Regions from separate parts of the Zea mays genome. Here region 1 is linked to region 2. A link is a contact called in public Hi-C data. All regions are on one chromosome and are shown on one strand. Each heading gives the region's core, a stretch centred on a gene start, on an enhancer-like site or on the middle of the called end of the contact. The rest is flanking DNA. Distances are from core to core; before and after follow the strand shown. Region 1 holds the start of LOC100280683 (crcB-like protein). Region 2 holds the start of LOC100280216 (Tobamovirus multiplication protein 2A).

What was found. A called contact is a pair of places that touch in the nucleus more often than the background predicts.
Region 1: a contact with region 2 is called in a Hi-C map of ear, with 2.2 times the contacts expected there. The contact joins the promoter of LOC100280683 here to the promoter of LOC100280216 in region 2. A contact is called at or near these places in 2 of 25 Hi-C or Micro-C datasets (ear and tassel).

The regions. Positions count from the first base shown.
Region 1 is chr9:118,843,976-118,849,886 of Zm-B73-REFERENCE-NAM-5.0, reverse strand. It overlaps LOC100280683 (crcB-like protein), which reads right to left and starts at 1,650. Exons shown (of 8, transcript NM_001153602.1): 1 at 1,545-1,650; 2 at 773-895; 3 at 120-623. The coding sequence starts at 578.
Region 2 is chr9:118,665,216-118,670,760 of Zm-B73-REFERENCE-NAM-5.0, reverse strand. LOC100280216 (Tobamovirus multiplication protein 2A) reads left to right here and starts at 3,348. Exons shown (of 7, transcript NM_001153147.1): 1 at 3,348-3,404; 2 at 3,523-3,809; 3 at 4,189-4,288; 4 at 4,620-4,700; 5 at 4,806-4,910; 6 at 5,386-5,545. The coding sequence starts at 3,577.

The DNA.
Region 1 (5,911 bases), core at 401-2,900, 180 kb before region 2:
TGAAAGCATGGTCATGCCAGCACATATAACATAAAAAATAACCTTTCAACAATATATCAACGGAGCAACCACACGTATGAGAATGACAAGCAGCTACTCAACTCCACTACTATCTTTACCTTAGTAGATGAATCTGCTAGGACGTTAGAAATAGTGTCTTTTGTCTCCGCTGAAGATATAGGTGCTGATGCAAAATTGTCACTGGTTTGCTTTATTGCATCATCTGGAACAGGGCCAACCTTATGATGTTCAGAGATTCTTACTGTATCCTCATCAACATCGCCTTCGGGTGATAGAACTCGACCACTTTCGATGAGTTGAGCCAGAACTGAGCTATCGATGTCTCCTAGCAATTGATCCGCCGACTGAAGAGAATGCCTCATTGAGCTCAGTATGGAGTCCCCCATCTCCCTTGAGAGGCTGATGGATCCCCTTGAGCCCTGTCTGCTACTTCTCCTACTCAACATTGAGCTAGACCTACCAGCTAACTGAGGACCAGTGGAATCCATGGATGTGCTTCTCGCATAACCCAGGTGGTTCCCCTGAGAAACGTTGCTCCTATCTGAGGAGCTCTCCATTCTTTTTTAGGACTGTTTCTTCTGCTACAAAGACAGATAACAACCCTACACAAAAAGTCAATGTTATGACATGAGTCAGTAGTTTATGATTCATATTTTTCCTTTCTTTTCTTCCATTAAAATCCACAGTCCATATAAATTCTGGAAGCACGGGAACCAAACAATGGGTAGGACAAAAAGATAGGATTTGGTACGTTTTTGTAGGTATCTGGACAAATCACATCACAGCTCTGAAGATCGAGGAGACTGCAGCAACATTTTTTTTCCTTCAGTCAAATCAAATAGCTCACAGTACATGTACATCACTGTTCTCCAAGCTTCAAAATAGAACTTTTATGAAAGAAAAAAAATGGGAACCATCCGGAGTACCCGAAAGGGACAGGAAACTTTTCCGGGAACACATATGGCACACGCGAAAAAAATTGTAGGAGCGAGAAAGTACACGTAACGAAGACCAGAAACAAATAATTAGTTTAATCAAAAGTAAGGCTGGAAAAGAAGAAAAATAGAAACACGTCTGAACCCGTGACAGCGCCGTTGAAGCGAGGGAAACAAGTGGCGTCTTCTGATTAGACTGCTACTGAATTGAATAGACTAAAAGAACAGTATCGATCCCACTAAAGGTGACTGCCTTTGACATCTCGATACCAATTGTTTGATTGTTAGTAACCAACTGGTCTAGTCTAATCGCGATGCTAATTGTTAATTAACAAGTAACCTAATATAATCAGTGCCTGGTGCCTTTTAGCTCTAAAGGTTCCATGGTCAAGTAAGGTGGGAGGAAGATCAGCACGACGCCACACCTACCCAGTCTCGATGTTTGCATCTGTCTCCCTCCGTCTCTTGTTCATCCATGCATGGAGATGAAGAGAATGGGCCAGAGGACGAGGAGATCTGAGAGATTTTCGGAGCAGCAGGATGCACAGGAAAGAGGAGACAACCGGAAAGACGAGCTCCAAGAATTACCTGGCTGGGATTTGGGAAGTCGATGGGGAGGGAGGATGGAGGAGGCGACTGACGAGGCGACGGTGGGCGGCGCGGCCAGGCTTTCTCTCTGTCTCCTTGGTCCTCGTCCACGTACAGGGAAGTAGTTAGGCAGAGAAATGTTTTAGTGCTGCCTGTCTTCAGGGAAAAAAAGACTGACCGTACCTGTAATGATTCGCCAAACCGTAGTCCGTATGCATTAAAAATAAGCGAAAAATGTTAAATGGTGGAATTAGCCGAAAGAAAAACATTAAAATTAACTCGTCATGCCTAAGATTTTGAGGTCCGTAAAAAGGTGTGAACTTTATTAACAATCAAAAGACTACTCGGTACCGTATAGGTGTAATTACATAATTTATCTACATTATAGAAAAGGAAAAGAATTAAAAATAATTGTCAAGTGGGATGATACTGTTTTTTCGTGTGTATGGTTGGACGTATAAAGACGATGGAAGGATATAATCATATTTTCTATAGTGTTTAGATGAAATTTATGTGGGGTGGAGTAAACACCAAAGTAATTTTTGGTGATAGCATTGTACCAAAAAATCGATAGGACGATATTACCCTGGCTTACCCTACTTTGACCTTAAACCAAACTCTATTCAATTCAGCAGCAGCCTAATCAGAAGACGCCACTTGTTTCCCTCGCTTTAACGACGCTATCACGGATTCAGAGACATGTTTATATTTTCTTCTTTTCTAGCCTTATATTTTATTAAACTAATTATTTGTTTCTGGTCTTCGTTACGAGTTCTTTCTCGCTCCTACAATTTTTTTTCACGTGTGCCATATGTTCTCGAAAAGGTTTCCTGTCCCTTTCAGGAACTCCGGATGGTTCCCATTTTTATTTCTTTCATAAAAGTTGCATTTTGAAGTTTGGAGAATATTGATGTACATGTATTGTGAACTATTTGATTTGATTACAAAATATATCTATATTATAGATCATCCTACACGGTTGTGAAGATAATTTCAAAAATTCTCACAACTAGACTACAACAAGAGATTCACAAACTCATCCACTTGAATCAGACAGGCTTCCACAAAGGCTGATTTATTTCTGAAAATTTTGTCTACGCACCGGAGCTTATCCAATATTGTCATAAGAGGAAGGGCATGTTTGGTTTGATGCCTAACTTGTCACACTTTGCCTAACTTTTCTGTCTAAGGTTAGTTCTTCAATTCGAACGACTAACCTTAGGCAAAGTGTGGTACATTTAGCCACAAACCAAACAGCCCCGAAAACCCCCGCTACTGCGTTGAAGCTGGACTTTGCAAAAGCCTTCGATACTATCCACTGGGATGCCTTACACACTGTGTTGCGCGTCAGAGGATTTAGTGACCGCTGGATGTGCTGGATAGATCAGCTCTTGTCCGATGAATGGTTGCCCTGGCCCCTAGTGGCAGTGTGGTAGAGGCCTCCAGCAAGGCGACCCGTTGTCTCCCTACTTGTTTCATACTGGTTGCAGATATTCTGCAAGCCCTGATCAAAAGCGACGGCCGAATTGGATACCCTCTGACATCTTTCGGTCCTGTGCTATTTTGCAATACACATATGACACACTAATTGTTCTGAAGGAGGACCCTATGGACGTTGCCTCCCTTAAATCCACCTTAGACAACTTTAGCTCTATGATTGGACTTTGTATAAATTAGCACAAAAATGTCTTAGTCCCTATGAACATGGATGAAGTAGTTGTGCAGCAATGTGTTGAGATTCTTGGATGCAGAAACGTGGGTTTCCCACAGTCATACCTTGGTCTACCCCTCTCCCCATCCAAAACCAGATTGTCTTCCTTTAGTCCCCTCGTAGAGAAATTTGATAGGTACCTGGCTAGATGTCAAGCGGATCTTTTAAATCTTATGGGGTGCCTTGTCCTAATCAACTCAGTTTTGGACAACAGCCTTATCTACTTAATGGGGTCCTTGCAACTGCTCCCGGGGGTCGTGAAGGCAGTGGATAGCAAGCGTCGGGGACAAGTCTGTTATGCAAAAGATGATGGTGGTCTCGGTGTCACTCACATAAATACAAGGAACACATTCCTACTCTTCAAGCCGATCCATAAATAATTCCCCTAAACCACCAACCCCCCCTTCCACAACAAAAGGAAGACGAGGACTTCGCACAACCACGTATTCGAGGTGTCATCCACATGATCACTGGAGGGTCCAACACGGATTATGCCAATAAAATACAGAAAAAGATCACTATCAGAAGGTTAATCATGTCACCATCACTGGACCCGTCACCCAGACGATGTGGTCTCATGTCCCCATAACTTTCGACATAAGGGATGTCGATCTTTGTAGCGCTTCGCATACCGATGCAATGGCTACACAATGCAACGTGATAGCATGGGAATTGCATAAGGTCCTCGTTGATAATGGTAGCTAGGCATACATTATTTTCCTGCACGCCTTCGACCGCATTGACTGCATGGGCATCAATCACAACTCCTCCAACTACCGGACAACCCCCTCTACACCTTCGATGGAAAAGGAACATTTCCTTGGAAAAAATAGAACTACCATTATTCCTTGGGTCAGCCCCTAATGTGAGGCCTGAAGAAGTGACATTCGACATAGTGGACATGGTTTACCCCTACAACGCCATCCTAGGTATGAGTTCCATAAACAAACTTGAACCTTCCATACAAGATGTAATCACGGTCTATGAAGACTAGTAGATAGTTCACAACATTGAGAGGGACTTCGTTACCAGCCAATGTAATGTGCACTGCCTTGCCAAGGAGGGCGAAGCCCCCATCCCATCGCCCATACAAAGTGGAAAAGGAAAAAGAACCTAATTCAAAGCAACAAATGGGCCAAAAAGTGCTCTGGGGCCCACACTACTAAAACCAAACAGTACTAATAAGAAAATACATCAACAGCGAAGACAAGGAGAAAATATTAACCTTCTCAAACAACAACAAATATGTTTTTGCTTGGTTCTCCTGTGACCTCATAGGGGCCAGTCGCGGCATTATTGAACACAGTCTGAGTATCGACCCCTCGATCCACCCCAAGAAACAGAAATTGTGCAAAATTTTAGATGAAAAGGTTGAGGCAACAAAGGCTAAGGTACATTTACTACTCGAGAAAAAAATTCATTGAGCCTATAGACTACCCAACCTAGCTCGCCAATGTAGTCATGGTAAAAAAGAAAATGGCAAGTGCAGGATTTGCATAGACTTCACAAGCCTCAACAAATCATGTCCTAAGGACGACTTGCCCCTACCAAGAATCGATAAAATTGTCAATTCTTCGACATGATGCGAAGTCAAGTCACTCCTTGATTGCTTTTTGGGTTACCACCAAATTTACATGAAAGAAGAAGACAATACCACACCAGCTTCATAACCCCCTTCGACACGTACTAAAAGTCGCATTGAGGGGGTGAATAGGCGAAACCTACAAATTACAAAATTAAACACAAACTTCGCCCCCGGGTTAATGTTAGAATGAGTATAAATGAAATCAGAGTGTGGAAGAGTAGTTCTTCTTGCTAAGAGTTGCTCAATCAATACAGATAACTTTGGAAGCTAACTCAAATTGATTGCAAGCAACAGAACTAGAGAGAGGGAAGAGGAAGAATCAAATTGCAAAGCAAGATTAACACAAAGACATGAACTATTTGTTTCTCGAGGTTCGGTTCCAAAGAACCTACTCCCCGTTGAGGAGTCCACGTAGGACGAGTCTGTTTCAACCTTTCCCCTCCCTCGAACGGTTACTTAGACCGGATGAGTGCATCTTCTTAATCTCGAGGGTCACTTAGACCCCGCAAGGATCACCACACACTTAGGTGTCTCTTGCTAGCTTTACAAGTGAGAATTAAGAGGGTGAATAAGAAAGCACGTTCAAAACACCAAGCAAAAAGAGCAACAAGAAAATCACAATGTCACACTCTCTTGAGTCTCTCCAAAGCATTAATCACAAATGATATTCATCTATACTACTTATTAAGAAGGTAAGAGTAGTCTGCCGTTCTGCCGTCTCCACCGTCCATCCCACGTCCCTGTTTATCGTGCGTCGTCCGTCAGCCGTCCGCCCCTTCCCCGTCCGCGCGAGCAACCTAGCTCCATCTGCCCCCTCCCGTTCGTCGTTCTCCTCCGCACGACTGGCGCGACTCCACAGCGGCGCAGCGCGGCGTCCCCAGCCCCAGCCACGGCGCGGTTGTTGGAGATCCGGCCATGGTGGCACCGGCCCCGAGCCCCAGCCCTGGCGGCGGCGCGGCATTAAGCCCCAGCCCCACCGGCGGGCGCTGTCTCGGCGGCGGCCGCGATCCCTGCGCAGGTGCGCCGGCCTTGCATGGCGCCGGCGAGGGCGGCCCCTGCGCGGACGCGGCC
Region 2 (5,545 bases), core at 2,099-4,598:
TCGGCTCGGTTGAAGGTCCCTCGGGTACGAAACGCCGACACCTTCATATTTAGTATTGACTTAAGAACAATCTATCGAGGACTAAATAGTCTTTTCCTCCTTAAGTCGGTTCCTTTTTTTGCTATTGATTCAAAGCTTCCTTGCACACGGCTTCAACAATGGTTCAACCTTCGTTCTGACCTTGCTTTCCACATTGTATATAGCTTCATCCCATGTGCGAAGGTTCCTGCACATATATTATACTTTGGGAAACATTGTTAGTCATGTTTTTGAGGACCTTCGGAAGATGAAGGCCCCCAACAAACAGGTATTAATCAAATTATGTCTTGCATTGCTCTATGTATTATATAACCTACTAAAGAGGATCTGAAGAGTTACTAATATCGATTCTTGTTGTCGATCTCTGCAGGTTGACGCCAACGGCTCTGGCCCCTGCCACAAGCAGGGGGCGAATTAGGCGATGTTGGATCTGCTAAAGACAGAGGTGCATAGTTTGCAGTTGTAGCTAGCACAAGTGCCTTGTTGGTAAACCCACGCTCCACCTAAAGATAGCTCTCTGCATTAAGGAGCTTAGTTTTATATGCATTCGGTCTGCGGTTAGTTTTAGTTATCTGCATACAAATCATGAGCAAGGTACAAAATGTATATGTTGGTTTACAAAGCGCCCACCAGAGTCTAGCATTTTATTTTAATATTGTTTTGCAAAGAGAACATTCTATTTTTATCACTTTACTGCACCCTTGAGTAAGGAACGCCAAACTACTTTAATTCAATATCATAAGAATTTGCAAAAGAAAAAGGTTCTAGTTCTCTGACTTGTGCGCCTATCAAATGGCCGTCGGCCACCACACATTTTGTAGCAAATCATGCACTCCACCGTGACGCGAGCGAGCTTATCCTGCATCGTAGTGCTACGGCACCACCCCATCTCACTGAGTCGACGTCGCCGCAGGCGCGGGTGTGCGATCACGAAAAAATGGGCAGGCATTACGGGAGCCGGCCTCTCCGGCGGTGTGACCTCGTAACTACACATAAGATTGTTTTTCTAAGATTGTTTTTCATCAAGCATTCGATATGTACACCGCTAACCTGCCTTGGAAGTGGTATCAGTATATACAGCAGCACACAACATATATAAATACTTTACACACAATTTATATAAGAAAGCAAGAAGAGTGTGTGTGTAGCTCAGGTAAGTCAACACTTGTTGTTCCATGGCAATCTTAGCAACCTATCGCATCAAAATATGTTGGTGCACATTGTTTTAGTGCGCTTTACTTTGTTGGGCATCTTGCGAAACCTCTTAGTTACTAAAGTTTATAGAAAATTATGAAACTAAATTTATATTGCAATGTTTGATATTTGATATTGTTACACACTCTATTGTGTTGTTTCTTGAATTAGGATAATCATGAGAATTATGTAAGATGACTCGAGATGAAAAATTGAAAAGATACTTCAGTGTTCTTATAGAATCATAAAACATAAATATGTTCAACTGGTTTAGACGAAATCAGGTTTGTTTTTCTATTTCTCTTGAGTCAGTTTGTTGTTCTGTTTATCTTGAGTCAGTTTGTACATCTACTTAATATTCCATTTGATATTTTGTTCTCTTATGTCTTGTGCATCTGATTCTTCAGAGGAACTTTGTGATCAATCTATTAAGTCACGAGGATAATTCGTATCGATATACCATCTCTGTAAACATACAACAGACTTATCAATATCGTTAAAAAAAGATTAGATTAGTGTATGATTGTCGATATATTTGCCTATTTTTTTAAAATTGTATCTTGATTATTTAGAAATATTTTGTGTGATATTATAACGATTTTCGACACCAATTCGTTCTATTTGAGTCGGCGTATTTATAATAATATTACATATTTATATTGTCAATATAATATTAGTGTTACGGTAATATTGTTATACAGATTTTGCATTCATAGTGATATTTGTTGTTTTGTATCTATATTTTATACCGATTTTAACTATCGTGTCAACGCACGGGCACGTACCTAGTAAGAGCTAATTTGCATCCCTTATAGCAACTCCAAGAGATTAGCTAAAATATTAGCCAAATTATATTTTATAGGAAAAGTGTAGGCTAATCCAACATACTCAGTAAACCTACAGACTGAATAGAGAGTGAAGCAGACTATCCAAAAATAGGGAGCAAAAGTAGAGGGATAGAGAGCCACTAAATCTGAAGAGTCGTTTACAAAGTCTATTAAAGACATTTTTCTTCTAATATTAGCTAAATTTACCTTTGCAAAACCATATAGCTAATTTCTTGGAGTTGCTTAGAGCTGGCTACAATTAGATGATATATCTCGTTTGGATTCCGGCTACCAAGACAATCCAATTATCCAAAATATATTTGCTCTAGTAAAACAGCTAAGAGTTATACTAGCTAAGTAGTTATTAGAGATCCACAACATGACTTAAATAAATATGGAACTGAGATTAAATTGCACAGAAGAGCTCGAATACCACCGGAGCACTTTAAAAGACTCTCTATATTCTTTCTAATTGATAAGAATAGGTATTTTTATTAAAAAAATACTCTCCAACGGTTTATTTAAATGATTATCTAAATATAGACATATTTTTATTTCAGATTTCTCCCCAACTAAAGATAAAGATAAAAATGTAAATGTCTCTCTAGAGTGCAAACACGATATATAAAAATTGTTGGAGATCGGAAAGTTATAGGAAGTGGGTTTTATATAAACGACTCTATAAATGTTGATTTAGATAGTGAAATTTAGAAAGATTTTTGGAGATGTTTCAATCACAATAACATCTAAAAATTGTTTCCCGTTTTTTTAGTTTATCGTTAGATTGCTTTCTAATTCCACTCAATTTGCAGGAACCAAACAGAACCTGAGTTTTTTTAACAGACTGCGTAAAGCTAAACTAAATCAAGGCGTCCCTGGGTGGCCGTCAAACCAAGCTTTGGGAAAAACACTAATCACGCTGACAACAGCAACACATGCCAATGACTCGCGCAGGCGACTGACTGGTTCAACAGAACAAACCGCCGAGGTGGCAGCCAGATCAGACCTTTCCTGTCGCCCGACAGCCAGCGCATATCCTCTGCGGACTGCGGCCTGCGCACGGGGGCGATGGGCGATGGCGAGCAGCCGAGCACTACCCGCCAGCATCGCCGAAGCGATAAAAAAACTCCAACTCAAATTCCTAATGCAGCCAGCCCAATCGATCTGCTCCGTCCATCGCCTCAGGCGACGGCCCTCCTCACGCCACCTGGCGGGCTCCCCCGTCGACTCCACTCCACCTCCTCCTTTCCCCCAATCCACCCTAGTGATCTTATTTTATTCACGCGCAAAAACCTAAAAAAGATTTAGAAACGGAAGAACAAACAGCAAGCGAAGCATCGCCAGGTAATCAACTCGTCCTCCTGTCCTTCTTCCCCACACCCGCCGCGCGAAATTCGGCGCGATTCGGGCGGGATTCGTTGGAATTCCCCTGAGAATCGGAGCGTTCTTTTGGACTTGGTAGATTGGTATATCGATCGATTGATCGGTGGCGGAGGAAGGGGAGGACGGGGGGCAGATGGCGGCGTGCCGGGGCTTCTTCGAGTGCCTGCTCAGGCTGCTCAACTTCATCCTCACCGTCGCCGGCCTCGCTATGGTTGGTTACGGGATCTACCTGCTCGTCGAGTGGATGAAGATATCCGAGGACGGCATCGGCGGGGCTTCGACGGCGGAGGTGCTCGTCTCTGGCCGGCCGTTGTTGGGGGCTGTCATTCTCGGTGACAGCTTCCTCGACAATCTACCCAAAGCATGGTGAGATGGTTTCCTTGCCTGTGGACTTTTTTTTCTGATGTATCAATACTGGTTTCGTCCATGTGATGTCGCCATTGATTATGATTTTGGATTGAGAGGAACTGCAAGGTTTGCTTAGTAGGGGTGGCAATCACAACTGTGAATGTGTGAAATATGCAATTGATAGCCAAAACACGCAGTTCCAAATTGCAGTCTGACGAAGCATTTGTTACTCGCCTTTAGATTATTGGTGAGCATGTTGGGTAGGGGGTAAATTATGTGTGGATTTGAATGTTCCAAGTATCATTGACTCTTTAGTTTGGCAACTGTGGGTTTTCTCTGTTTGTTTTTACTGCCAAGGTGATTGTGTTTCATATTTAATAGCCTCTGTTCCCTGCAGGTTTATTTATTTGTTTATTTGTGTTGGCACCATCGTCATCTTGGTGTCTCTGTTTGGCTGCATTGGAGCAGGGACAAGAAACACCTGCTGTTTGTGTTTCGTATCCTGTTATGTGCCTCTTCGGCGTCATTATGTTGTCCTCTCTAAAGAAGATTCCATTTGTCATGCACAAGACACTAAAAAGTACTTGGAATTATGCTCAACATTAATTCCAGACGGGATATTATTAGTTGCTGAACATGTGAACCAACAAAATTTTGTTTCTGTGCTACTCTGAACGCTGATCTTAATTCTTATAGAACAGCAGTAGCAGAGGCAATAAGATTATCACTATTTCTGCAGCCCAAAAAACGTTTCGTCCAAGGCACTTGGCATTTTATAATGATAGGGTCACAGTATTACACGCTTGTTTCCTTTTACTTGTAAACAAGTATGCTTTCTTGGTCATATTGTTGATCCTTGCTGAAGCTGCAGCTGCTGCATTCATTTTCTTTGACCATGGCTGGAAAGATGTGAGTATTCTATTGGGTGCTTATCTCAGGAACTAAACTACTATAATGTACCTTGCCTTACCATTTCCTTGAGTAGCTGTAGTTATCAATAGACTTCTTTTGCAGGTAATTCCAGTGGACAAAACACATAACTTTGATGTTATGTATGACTTTCTGAAGGAAAACTGGGAGATTGCAAGATGGGTCGCTCTGGGCGTTGTTGTTTTTGAGGTAGGGGATGAGACTAGTCTTACATCCTTTGATCTTAGATAAATTCAAAGGATGCTCATGTAGTCATGTGCCCTTTATTTTTCCAATACCACTAGGTATTTGTTTCTTGAACTTCTATTCCATAAGCTGCAATAACATTCGTGTAAATGTTTTCCAACTCTAAATCACATCCTCCCTTTTTAATTTGTTATCATCCTGCACTATATGTTTCGTTTGACCTGTTAATAGAATATGGAGTGATTGGCTTTTTGTCTTGAGATTCATAGATGTTTGTCCAATGCAGATCTGTTCTGCTATTATGTTTGTTGTAATCAGCTGATTATGAACAAGTTATAGCTAATTTAAAACTTACACAATAATTAATGGGTTGGGCAAGAAACTATTAGCACCTTTTTCTGATGTTTGTCAAGTATAGGTTATATGTAGGTAGTCACACCAAACGAAAACTAAAACTATGCCAACTGATTTGCAACAGGCAGTGCTCTTGCTGTTAGCTCTGGCTGTCAGGGCAATGAACAAACCTGCTGAGTATGACAGTGATGACGAAATTATAGCAATTGGCCGAAGCCCTACCATCCGGCAGCCACTGATCCATACCCAAAATGTTCCTGCCACTGGTGTTCCTGTCCCAACAC